Linked DNA regions of Oryza sativa: region 2 is linked to region 1. The links are chromatin contacts, called in public HiCAR-type maps. All regions are on one chromosome and are shown on one strand. The core of a region is the stretch at or near the end of the contact, and the rest is flanking DNA. Distances in the headings are between cores, read along the strand shown.

Region 1 (6,448 bases), core at 3,037-5,536:
CACTGGCGTGGCGGCTCACGCGACGCGACATGCGTTTTTTTGCCCATCCTCCATGCCGATCCTGTCGTGCCGCCATTGGCTGGTTGTACGTACGTCGAGAGATGCAAAGTCGTCGTCAACTCCATCGGTCCACAGGGGTCGAGCTGATGATGAAGCGATCAAGCCAAGGTTCACTGTAACAGGGGCCCAGAGAAAAACACCGTAACAGGTCACCATGCACGCCATCATGTCACGGCTAAATATGCCCGTGCCATATCAGAGCGGCGAGCGAGTAGTGGAGATATTATCTGAAGTGGATTTGGGTTCGTCGAAAAAGATGCCCGCCTTTTTTGGCGCGAGCGAGAACACCAGCCAGAACATTGATGTGCTCCTGCAGTCCTGGCTCGCGCGGTTCATCCTTATCTCGATAGCCTCCTCAGGATTCGGCCGCGGATATCGACCGATCTGCTCCGGCCGGGCCGAAATTAGCCACGCACCGGAAGGCCAGGGCACGGCGGCGGGGCCGCCGACGCCGAGAATCGACGTGAAACCGGCAGCCCCCGCGCGCACATCCACACGGCCCCCGATTCGCTCTCCCGATTTTTCTCTCCTCCTCCCGCACGCGACGATACGACGAGACCCACCCGAAAGATCGATGCCTTTACTGGTAACTAGGACGTATATAGCCGGTCCGCTCAATAATTCGCGGAGATCGATCCGGCCGTCCGGGTCTTAGGGTCTACAAGTGTCAGCGCGTGATCCGGAAGGCGTTGGCTAGCGCTCTCGATCGCGGCCGCAGTCCAGTGGCCGGCGGGACGCGCGACGGCGGGCTGGTAGGTCCACGCACGCCCGATGCGCGCGGGCGCTGCTGCCTCGCTCGCTCCCGCTTTCTATCCTGTTTGCCGTGGACGGGGACGGCTCGGTGGCGACGAGACGGAAAAGGCGATGCGGATGACGATGCCGCCAAGGGCGCGGGGCCGAAACCCCGTCCCTGTCCGCGGGGCTCGCACGGGGGGAAAGCCAAGCCGGAGATTTGCACTCCGCGAAAGTAACCAACGCGTCGTGGACGTATCCACCCATCGGCGCCCGAGGAGGAGTGCGCGCGCGGTGAATTATTTGCAGGGATCGATCGGTTTCACTTTCACCGCGGAGAGGGAGGAGGAGCACATACGCAAGCCTCGCGTCGCGTCGCGTCGCATCCATGGTCGACACGTAGTTTGCGTCCAGCGTGCATGATGCATGCGCGCGGCATGGAGCATGATAGAAGGGGTTGGACTTGGAACTTGGAAGTACTCGGAAAGCTAGATAAGAAGTTCGATGTGCGGCGTGTTGGATGAATGGGGTAGAAACCTCTTTTTCGGCCCGTCTAATCTGGGTTTGGGATAACTGGATAAGCAGCAGCAAGGTGTCGTGGAAAGGTGCCACCTGTTCGAACCGATTCGGGGCGTTGTTGGCCCAAATCGGGCTGGTAAGTGGTAATCAATAGCAGGCTGAGGGCTCTGCCTAGTTTTTCTAGCTAGGCTTAGATTGAGTCTGTCTGAGAGCGACGGTCTATCTGGATGGGCTGAATTATCCGGACGAAAAGATAATTTAGAAGGAGAGGCTGATAAGTGTTATCTTTAAACATGACCAGGAGTGTAGATGGGATAAGGATGTGAAGTTTTAAGGGGATTAATGACTGTTTTGGATTGATAAAAAATTATCAATCCATTGACAGTTTGAATAGTACTTCCTCCATCCAAAAATGTTCTATCTTGGATGGAATTTGACATATCCTAAAACAACAAATCTAGACAGAGGTTATGTCCAGATTCATTGTCCTAGAATAGGTCAAATCCTATCTTAGATAGCAACATTTTGAGACAGAGGAAGTAATAGTCATTGGGTTGGTTCGAAGCTAAATCAATATTCATGCCCATTTTGATACATACTTCCTCCGAGTTCATATTATAAGTCGATGTGACTTTTTTTAAGTCAAACTTTTTGAAAGTAGAAATGCAACAATATTTATAGCACCAAATTAATTTTACTAAATCTAACAATGAATATATTTTGATAGTTTCTTTGTTTTATGTCCATAATATTTTTATATTTTTCTATAAATATGGTCAACGTAAAGAATTATGACTTAGAAAAAAAATCAAAACTAACTGTAATATGAAATGGAGGTAGTAATACAAACGCTATTGAGTATTGGACATATCACCTTATTAAAAAAACTATATGTCTACTATTTATTTTATTGTGATTTATTTTATCAGTAAAGGTACATGCTGAAGCATAACCCGTGTTTTTACATATTTTTCACAATTCTTTTAATATGATGAATAATCGAACGTCTATAAAACGTCAAATGGCATCACATATTTCCCTGGTCCAGAGTTCCTTCCCCTACTCTGCTCTGTCTCCAATTTTTAAATATGTGATGCCATTTCTCACCGACTTTCTCCCTAGATGGGTCGGGATCGTTCTGTGCTGATTCAGTCCATGCTATCTTCTATTCCGGTCCATGTGTCTATGGCAGTTAGTTCGCCAGGCTGGGTTGTCAATGCCATAGATAAGAAATGTCGCGCTTTCCAGTGGACGGGTATGGATGCAGTTCAGGGAGGACGATGCATTATGTCTTGGACGAGTGTTTGTCGCCCCAGAGCTATCGGTGGTTTGGGTATTGTGGACTTGTGGCTTCATTCTTCACCTTCGCTAGCTCTGGCTTCAGCGCTCAGGCCACCTCTATTGGGCTGACCTGAAGGCCCCCTCGAGAGATATGTCTGCGTCGTTCATCTTCTTCGTGCCAGGGAACGACACGTCTCTCTTTTAGAGAAACCAATGGATTGAGGGTCGCTCGGTGGCCTCCTTGGTGCCTGGCCTCCTCCTTGCCGTGCCACCACATCTCCGGGCATCGCGCACAATCACCTCTGCTCTCTCTAACAACTTATGGGTGGGGGACATCCGTGGCGTTCTCACGGTCCCTATCATTTCCCAATTCCTCGTGATCTGGGACACGGTGTTTTGTGTCCAGCTCTTAGCGTTGGACAAGCGATTGGTGTTACTTGGCTTACCAGACATTTTTCCTCGGCCAACACTCCTTTGCTTGCGCCAATCTACTTTGTCAGGCTAAAGGCCCTGCTAAGTGTAAGCTTTTCCTGTAGCTTGCGTTCCAAAAGTGCCGCTGGATGACCAACCTTCTTCTAAAGCGTGGTATTGACAGCCACTCAGTCTGTCCCCTCCGTGCCCAAGAAATGGAGACGGTGAATCACATCCTACTTGATTGTGTTTTCGCTCACCAGGTCTGGCATCATGTTCTGTCTCCTCCTGGCTAGCCTGACCTTGTCCCCTCCCGTGGTTGCTCACTCTAGGTCTGGTGGCCGACTACTAGGGCCTGCTTGTCAGAGCACCTCATAAGGGTTTCAGCTCCCTTGTACTCCCGATATCTTGGCAGCTGTGGAAGGAGTGAAACTCTGGGGTGTTCGATTTCTCTCTCTCTCTCTCTCTCTCTCTCTCTCTCTCTCTCTCTCGTTGGTTTCAGTAGTGTTGGAGTCTGTCTTTTAGGAAGGCCGTCTGTGATCATCTGCTAGTGGTACTGCTTTTGGGGGCTTTCTAGGAATATAGTGGGGCTACTCCTCTACCATCCCTCGCTATAGGAGTTTTTTGTTTTTAAGTAACCTTTCCCCTTGTCACTTTTTTCCTTTTTCGATTTTTTCTTCCCCTGTCCCCCCTGCAACACCCTTCTAGACGTTTTGCATTGTGTAACTAAACTCCGTCTTCTTCTATTATATTGACGTGTATTTCTTTTAGCGTGTTAGTGAAAAAAGAGGGTACCTATGCTATTTGCTACATGCATGAGGCTAACCTCTCACGTTTAGACGTGTTGCTACTGCTAGGTTGCACCCACGTGGCCACGTGTATGTAACGTTAGTGGTGACAGTGTAATAGTGTTTGCATGTCAGTATGTGTGAATGCTTGCATATGTGGGAAAGAAAATATTGTGTTCCAGAAAGTATTCATCTATCGAAAAAAACGAAACTGTATATATCTGCATGGTGTGAAATGCTTGCATTGGGCCGAGCCGTGAAGCCGCCCCGACCCCATACTTTCCGCACGAGCAGGCCGTCGAGGCCGAGGTGGTGACCCATAGATAAGCCCACATAACCAACTCATCAAGCCCACGAACCAAACCGACGAGGCAGGTGATACACGCGGCCACCGACCACGGCGACCACGCACACCACATGGCCACATTCCCCAGATCTGGCAAGCCCGCCCCAGCCAGGGACAAAACGCCGCGCCAGCCGTCGATTGGCTGGCCGAGACGCGACCACCAACAACAACAAGCCGCGCCAGCGCAGAGCGAGCGCGAGCCTCGTCCCCCCCCCCCTCTCTCTCTCTCCTCCCCCTCGGATCTGCCTGCCCTCTGCCCCCACCGTTTCAAACCTCCATTCCCCCAGGCGCACGAACCGAGAGGGTCAGGAGGCGAGGATCGGAGGGGAGATTTTCGTTCGTTCCAGATTCGGGACGTGAGGGGAGGCGGGAGGGGGAGATCATGGCGCACCGGGTGGACAACGAGTACGACTACCTGTTCAAGATCGTCCTCATCGGCGATTCCGGCGTCGGCAAGTCCAACATCCTCTCCCGCTTCACCCGCAACGAGTTCTTCCTCGAGTCCAAGTCCACCATCGGCGTCGAGTTCGCCACCCGCACCCTGCAGGTACCCGCGTACGCGACGCCCACCCGCCCCCCCCCCCCCCCTGATCCCCTTGCTTGCTTGTACAATTTTGCGATTGGCGCGCGTCGTGATGTCGCGTCGGGTTCTTGTGCGTTAGGAATTGAGATCCCGGATCCATGACTGCAGACTCGGACACCCACAGGATTTTTATGGTCGCGTGATTGGGCTGACAATGGCAATACGGCACTTTGTTTGTTTGCATGATATCGCGGTGATGGTACCGGTGGTAATGCCGCGCATATTTCTTTTATGTTTTCGCGAGTTCCTTGTGTTGGAGATGATAGAGATTAGAGAACGGATATACGTGTCATTTCTAGGTTAACACTAGATTGTCAATTCTTTCGAGCAATCCTATTCATGCAGGCATTTTGTTCCCTCTTGGTCCTTCCTAGCAATGCAAATACGAGAGTAGATTATATGCCAAAAGTACATTATGTTAAGAAATGCCAAAAATACGAGTAGATTCATCATACTTTTATACTACATTGGAGGAAAAATGCTACCGCACCAATATGCTGGCCTTCCAACGTCAATTTCGTCAAAGAGGTTATGTCAATCCCTGCCGGATTCATAATCCTAATGCATAATAGCTGTTGTGGGCAACATAGATTGACTAGTATGACCATCTTCTCCGTTTGGTTGGCATAGCACTGATCATTGTATTGTCTCTGAATTAATTGCATTCAGATGACTTCATCACTTCCATACCATTTATGTGCAGTTATTATAAGGCTGGAAATGTCTTTTTTGTTTTTTTTTTCTCAGTCCTTACATTCCTTGAGCACAACCATGTCATTATGCTCTGTTTTGTCCTTCCTGATCCTCTTCTGAGAGTATCAATAATTAGACAAAGAAGGTTATATCTATTACTTTTTGTTTGATCAAACATTTTAAGTGATTTTTTTTTGTTTCTAGCACGCCATCACTTTCTTTTTGCAGCATTTCAGCTTTTAATACATATACATCAGTAAATGGAAAAGAATAACATGGGTTAAACTTTAACCCAAATTTTTAAAGAATCTTGTAAGCCTGTGACACAATTCTTCAATCAGCATTCAGTAATTGGGATTGCAGTGCAGTTTGTAGTTGCCACCAATGTTAGTGTGGTATAACTATATTTGTTGATTAATCAATTGATATATACCCTTCAACCATAGATCTTCCCATGTCCAATCAAAGAAAAAAATATATTGTTCTTAGTACTGATTTGTTTGTATATTGTCATGAAGACATTTTCATCATGTTAAAGTCACCATAATTGTTATTGCCAATCATAGATCTGGAATGCTATCCATTTTTCTCTGTTTATGATTATGCTGAAGCCATACGTGTCTACAGTTCATCTCAGTAAAAGTCTACTATTGTCTTGAGACAGATAGAAGGGAAGACTATCAAGGCTCAGATATGGGACACGGCAGGTCAAGAGAGATACCGTGCAATCACGAGTGCTTATTACAGGGGTGCAGTTGGAGCACTTCTTGTATTCGACATAACAAAGAGGCAAACCTTCGACAATGTTCAGAGGTGGCTGCGGGAGCTCCGGGACCATGCAGACGCCAACATTGTTGTCATGATGGTCGGAAACAAGTCTGACTTAAACCATCTACGATCAGTCCCCGAGGAAGATGGCCATGCGTTCTCTGAGAAAGAAGGTCTCTCCTTCCTTGAGACGTCTGCTCTGGAAGCGATTAATGTGGAGAAAGCATTCCATACTGTATTGAGTGAAATTCACCAGATTGTAAGCAA
Region 2 (6,612 bases), core at 1,594-4,093, 480 kb before region 1:
GTGAGAACGCTCGCCAACCGCTAGCTGTCACCCGCGTGTGCCGGCGTGCGTCGCGTCCGGCAACAGCGGGTTAACCGGCGAGGCGCGCGCCTCCTCGCTCGTGGCGGGGCGTCCCTGTCTCCCCTCAGCCTAGACACGTCGCCCTCGATCGGTGATCGAGTGATCGACGTACGGGACACCGGGGCCGCGATCGGATCGGTTTTCTTGGGAGATCGAGAGCTCTTTTTCACGACAGCGACGGACGTGCGTTTGCGTGAAAGTCTTGTCCGCCTAGAAACTTAACGAGCTAATCCTGGTGACGGATTGGTCAGATACTCGGATCGGGTCGTGGACGTTTACCGGCCGGTCGTCCTTGTCCATTCGTTATTCGTACTAGCGCGCAGGCGGCAAGGAAGGGAGGCGTCGGAGGCCGGCTGGTCAGCTACTACTACCTTCGTAAGCTCTTATCCGGAAATCATGATGAGATGTTATTGGTGGCCATAATCTTGGCCCCGTATCGGCATGGACCCGGCCTCCCTTCCCAGACGTCACGACTCACGCGCCGGAGCCCAGCCGTTGATGCACGAATTATGGCCCTCGACGAAACGACCGTGACGGGTTTTAATGGCGGGTTCATGCACATGCACGAGCACGCTCGTTGCCAGTTGGGATCATGCACCACCCTCGGTATAAAGAGGGGTCAATGTTATCCACAATGCAGTTGTAGCGGCTGTTCGCGGTTCATGGGTTGAGAGGCGAGTACTCTCGGAGTCAGAGAGAAACCGATCTGAATTTTTCGCATGCCCGTTTCCTTCATTGAGTAAACTAATCCCTTGAAAACAAATACCATATGATGTCTCTATACGTTTGAGGTAATCATTTGAACTCGCATGCACAGTTATGTATACTGAAACGTTGCGTAACTGAACAAAATCAGTCGGTGCACGTCATATGCTCTGTCGCACAGGGTAACTTAGGCAGGTAATCTGCCGACCTTACATGCTTTTCATCTCGCGTACGAGCACGTCTTCTTCAGCTAAAAAGCCTCAACCCGTCCCCAGCTAGCCTGTATCGATCTCCATCTCTCCTGGATATGCACAAAAACCTATTCTCAACCTCCCATTCCTCCGGTCAACTTAAAAAAAAAAACGCATTCGTACTTATCGCGAAAATACCAATCCTCCAAAATTGAATTAATTTACGCCACTAACTAAACAGCACAGGTCGTCGTGGAATATACTAGGTCAACCAATATGAAAATCCACTCGAGCGATAAGCACCGCGAATAGCAAGGCGACACATGGCAAAACACGGCGCTTCCCTCCCAAATCAACGCATTACGCATATCCACCCAACCTTCTTGGTTGCTTCGGCTACTGCCGGTTCTGACTAGTAGGAGGCTGGGGAGCAGGGCCGCGCGGTGTCTCGGCGCGTACGCCGTCAAAGTTCGGCAGCGCTCGCGGACGGCCGGGCGGGCGGTCGTCCGGCAAATCCACGCCACGACCGCTGAATTTTCGGTCGCGGCGGCGATCGACCCGCTGGTGGAATTTGAGCGTGGGTGACGGTGGAATTTGAGCGTGGGTGATGGGCTAGGTGCACGTCGTATCAGCATTGCATTGCGACGCCCTACTGAAATTGATCCGGTTGTTTCGCACTAGCCAATAGACACACGACTACACGAGCTGCTGCCTACTTGGGCTTGGTTTAGTGCGTTACGACAAGACAACTTTTTTGCTGAGATAATTAGGAGAGAGATACTTAGGCGTCAGTATAACCGAAAGTTCACAGTAAGTGAAGTAGTAATTGTGTAGTGCATATGGGATTATTTCCACCGACCGTGCTTAATTTATGGTTTAGAACTGTCGACCCCGTCTATAAGTGGTATCACACAGTCGTTTTGAGTATAGTGTAAAGAAGGCCATAGCATGCAGTCTAGATTGGTTGTATTTGTATTCTTACGTGCTCAACAACCCGAGAAGATAAGGAGAAAGCTCAGAAAGACAACTTTAAACGCTCACTACATATTACAAAATTGGTTGACAAGAACGTTTGGTGCTAAATAAACCGAAGAGGGAAAACTCAGTTGAGGTCAACTGCCTATCCTAGATATCTATCACTACCGAAAGCCGGGCGGGGCGAAACTGCAAAAGCCTTTCGATGAAAGTTACGTACGCTCACGATATGGAATAACATATAGGAAAATAACAGAGCTACGACGTCGTTCATTGACGATATTGCCGACCCAAAATCATCATACATGCTGCGCCGTTCGCTTCGGGAACTAGTATTCCAATATAGAATCATCCACAAGTATAAACCACAAGCAAAGTAGGGCAAGCGAACGAAGTTTTCATTTGATAGTATTCTTTTACGAGACTAGCGAGAGAAACAGAGACGCCGTTTATCCATTCAGCGAACCTCGTTCGTGCCGGCCTACCTAGGGTGGGCAACGCAAGTGCGCAACGGATAGAGATGTCCGCGTTAAGCATTACATCGAATACAACGTCGGCGTGAGCTGCCCCAACGCAAGAGAACATCGCGATTCACGACGACCTGGACATCACGAGGCCACGAGCGCATCCGCCGTTCACAGTTCACACAACTAGAGGTCACCTCTCCTTCATCCGGATAAGCTCAAGATCTCTTTCTTTTCTCACTTTGCACGATTATTTATTGCCTTTCTCTGCGAACGCCAGCCACAGGCACAGGGCCCGGCCCACCCGCGGTTTCCAAAATTGAATTTCGAATCACGCTGCAGCAGCGTGGCCCACACGCCATGCTGGCACGCTCCCCTTGTACAGCTGTAATACTCCACTTCCACCTAGCGCAGCAGTATATAAAGACGACTCATCTGCTAATTCTCGAGGCCAAACTCAAAGACAAGCGAGGATTAGCGATCGATAACTGGAGGGAGTATACAGTTGGAAAATTCAAACTAGACGCTGATCATATCGAGGGAGAGTTCAACTCAACTGGAGCGCGGAGATGGCAACGCCCAAGCTGTCCCCTGTATCGCCGGTGCGGCCGGAAGATAAGCAGCGCGCGTCCTCCTCGTCGTCGTCGGGGGCGGTGGCTGCGCCTCTGAGGGTGCAGGACGATACGGCGGTCGAGGAGTACGAGCAGTACCTGCGGCTTCCGGAGCTCGCAAGGCTGTGGAAGGATAGGTGCTGTCCGGAGTGGGCCGACGAGGGCCTCGTCAAGCCGGCGCTGCAGGCGCTGGAGATCACCTTCCGCTTCATCTCCGTCGCGCTCTCCGACCCGCGGGGCTACGCCAGCCGCCGCGAGCTCGCGCGGCGGCTGGAGGCGCTCGCGGCAAGGGAGGTGGAGCTGGTGGCCGCGCTCTGCGAGGGCGAGCAGTGCCCGCCGCTGGCCGAGCTGAGCGCGTCCAAAGGCGTGCTCCCGCGGGAGCGGAGCGCGTCTGAGGTGTGGAAGATTCCCGGTAGCGCCGCCGCGGTGGTGTGCCAGGTCAGCGAGGCCAGCCTGCTCCCGCGGCTCGCCGCTTGGGACAAGTCCGAGACCGTGGCGGCCAGGATCAAGTACGCCATCGAGAGCCAGATGCAGGGCTGCGTGTTCACCCTCGGCCTCGGCGAGCCCAACCTCGCCGGCAAGCCGGTGCTCGAGTACGACCGCGTCGTGAGGCCGCACGAGCTGCACGCCCTCAAGGCGAAGATCGCGCCGGAGCCCAAGACCGGCTACCGCAACAAGGAGAACGAGGCGCTGTTCACTATCCACCAGATACTCGAGTCCTGGCTGTGCGCGGCCTCACAGCTTCTCACCCGCCTAAACAACCGGATCGAAGCAAGAAACTGGGAGGCCGCGGCGAGCGACTGCTGGATCCTGGAACGCGTCTGGAAGCTGCTCGCCGACGTCGAGGACCTGCACCTGCTGATGGACCCGGACGACTTCCTGCGGCTCAAGAGCCAGCTCGCAATACGGGCGGCACCGGGCTCCGACGCGTCCTCCTGCTTCCGCTCCAGGGCGCTGCTGCACGTCGCTAACGCCACGAGGGACCTCAAGAAGCGTGTGCCATGTGTGCTTGGCGTCGAGGTGGACCCCAACGGCGGGCCGAGGGTGCAGGAGGCAGCCATGAGGCTGTTCCACAGCCGGCGGCGCGGCGAGGGCGAGGAGGCCGGCAAGGTGGAGCTGCTGCAGGCGTTCCAGGCCGTGGAGGCGGCGGTGAGGAGGTTCTTCTTCGCGTACCGGCAGCTCGTGGCGGCGGTGATGGGCACCGCGGAGTCGTCGACCAACCGCGCGCTGTTCTCGCCGGCGGAGGAGATGGACCCCCTGGCGCAGATGTTCCTCGAGCCGCCCTACTTCCCCAGCCTCGACGCCGCCAAGACGTTCTTGGCCGACTACTGGGTACGGCGGATGGCCGGTGACGGTGACTCTGCTTCGTCCAGGCGAAGCTGAGCGGCGGAAATAGTGGCGGATGGATGCCGCCGGACCCTGAATTTTGCAGTCTTTCAAGGTTGATGATACATTTAATACATTTATGATTTATTTCTGTAGGGTAGTGGTCGCGTTCATCTTTCAGTTCGAGTAAATGTTTTATTGGGAGACATTTTGGTTTAGATTTGATTACTAGATGGTAACGGGAAAATGATCTAGGATCATATATTTCAATTAGAGTACTGATGATGTATATAATGCTCTGTAAATATGTTTCAATGGATTATGTGTCCGATATTGATAATGTTTGATGTACTACGAATTGTTTCAAAGGAAAAATTATTTCCTAATCAGATAGTAGTATTTTTTATATATGTTTATATACCTAGTTACAGCAATGCTCTATAAATGTAATCCTGGTGATGAATCAAATCAAGAGGATGTGGCTCAGGCCATCTTTTGAGACTTAAGCTGACCATGTCCTAATAGAAGATTTGAGCGGACTTGGTATATATGGACATGAGTTAGAGTATGCAACTAAAAGTAACGACCGAGCTGTTTATGTAATACTTGCACATGACAGATTTGGAAGAACAATCAATTACCCCCTCATCAACAGAGAAAAAAAAAGGAAGAAATTCCAGCGACTAATCCGGACATCACAAAACCGATAAGGTAGACCATAGAGGAAAAAAACAGCATTCAGCCAAAGATCATTGTACTGAAGCTATACAACCGCATTTTTACAGCTTATCTAACTGACTAACATGCCAACTACTACAGGAAGGGTTAAGGAAGGTTCAAATTAAGTAGGCTGCTTCTAGAATCTAGACGTGTTAGACACAATTTCGCCGTTCCTTACGTTCAAAGAACCGGTCCAAGTCCAACTAGATATGAACTAGCTAGACCACCATTTTGTCCAGATCATCCCGGCAGGTGCACTGGGCAACATGTATTCGTCGAGACCGCGTCACCAGCACATGCCTCCCAGTCAGAGGCAGTCTGAGTTCCTCGGTAGGACGACCCAAATGGCTAAACCAGTGGGCGATTGCACGCAAATCCATTGTATCTGCGCAGCTGGGTATAATTCCTCGGATTGCACTAGCCGGAAAGGGAGATGAACACCATCAGCATGCAAATGGGCATACAAATACAACATGAGTTGTCTATTCATGTAGTGGTCGTAAAAAAAAAAGAAAAAGCAAAACACTATATCAACATTCAAAGGATTATAACCTTTTCTTTTCTCAATTACTGCATAAAAGGCACACTTGCAAACACACCATCAACATGCGCCCATTCATTTCAAGGTACTCCCAAAAACTCTCCGCAAGCGTCGTCGCCAACCTTAAACGTATCTACGTGTGTAGAACGAAGCACCTTTCATCCCTCTGTCATATAGTATTACTTTTAGAAATCTCCCTGCCATCTTTGATGAACCAAAAAGGCCTAGTACGAAGGAAAGGAGATCAAAAGGGCATATGGGCCATTTCTGACGGTAAGGCCTAATTTATTGGGCCTACATGCCAGCATGTCCAACAGCAACATCATGACTCACGATGCCGACGAAATTGAAGGAATAAGTTCATCTGAAGTCCCTTAACTTGTCAATGAATCCGATTTTCATCCTTCAACCAGAAAACCAGATATAACAGATCCTCAACTATCAAAACCGGTGCAAATGAGATCCCTCGGTGGTTTACAGCGGTTTTGGCTGACGTGGCTAGTTTGACTCGGTCTTCATCTAAAGTGGCGTTGACGTGACACTTACGTGGCAGTTTGATCCGAAAAAATAATAAAACCAATGGGACTCACATGCCAGTTTCACACACAAACTAATAAAAAATGATGGGGACCACATGGACCCCACATGCTAGTCTACTCACCCCTCATCTTCTTCCTCCTCTCCCCTCTCTTCGTCTCCCTTACGCTGGGAATGGGCCCCAGATAGAGAAGAGCGGCCACAAGACATCTCTCTCTTACGCGCGCTCGCTGGTAGGCCAAGGAGCTCGAGGAGGGAGGAAGGATGTCGGGAGGGGACACGAGGTCGCCTAGCTCCTTCCTGTCGATCATCGCCCTTCTCTCCGATGGCCGCCACGAGAAACCCGCTCTTGCCGCCGGCGCTTAGCATGGCGCGCGGATGCATGCTGTCCAGCCTCGGCGCTGCTGCAGAAGGCGGTAACTAGGCAACATGATAAATCAGTAACTAGGCAAGCTACAACAATGCAATCAAGACCTTCATCC

What was found. HiCAR-type assays count read pairs that join an accessible place to other places.
Region 2: a contact with region 1 is called in a HiCAR-type map of leaf, with 2.6 times the contacts expected there. The contact joins the promoter of LOC4324829 here to the promoter of LOC4324856 in region 1. A contact is called at or near these places in 1 of 15 Hi-C or Micro-C datasets (leaf) and 1 of 4 datasets of contacts at active chromatin or transcription factors (leaf).

Annotation. Positions count from the first base shown.
Region 1 is chr1:37,093,506-37,099,953 of ASM3414082v1, reverse strand. LOC4324856 (ras-related protein Rab2BV) reads left to right here and starts at 4,286. Exons shown (of 2, transcript XM_015769471.3): 1 at 4,286-4,684; 2 at 6,078-6,448. The coding sequence starts at 4,520.
Region 2 is chr1:37,567,794-37,574,405 of ASM3414082v1, reverse strand. LOC4324829 (nematode resistance protein-like HSPRO1) reads left to right here and starts at 2,843. Exons shown (of 1, transcript XM_015782520.3): 1 at 2,843-6,612. The coding sequence starts at 2,965. The coding sequence ends at 4,389.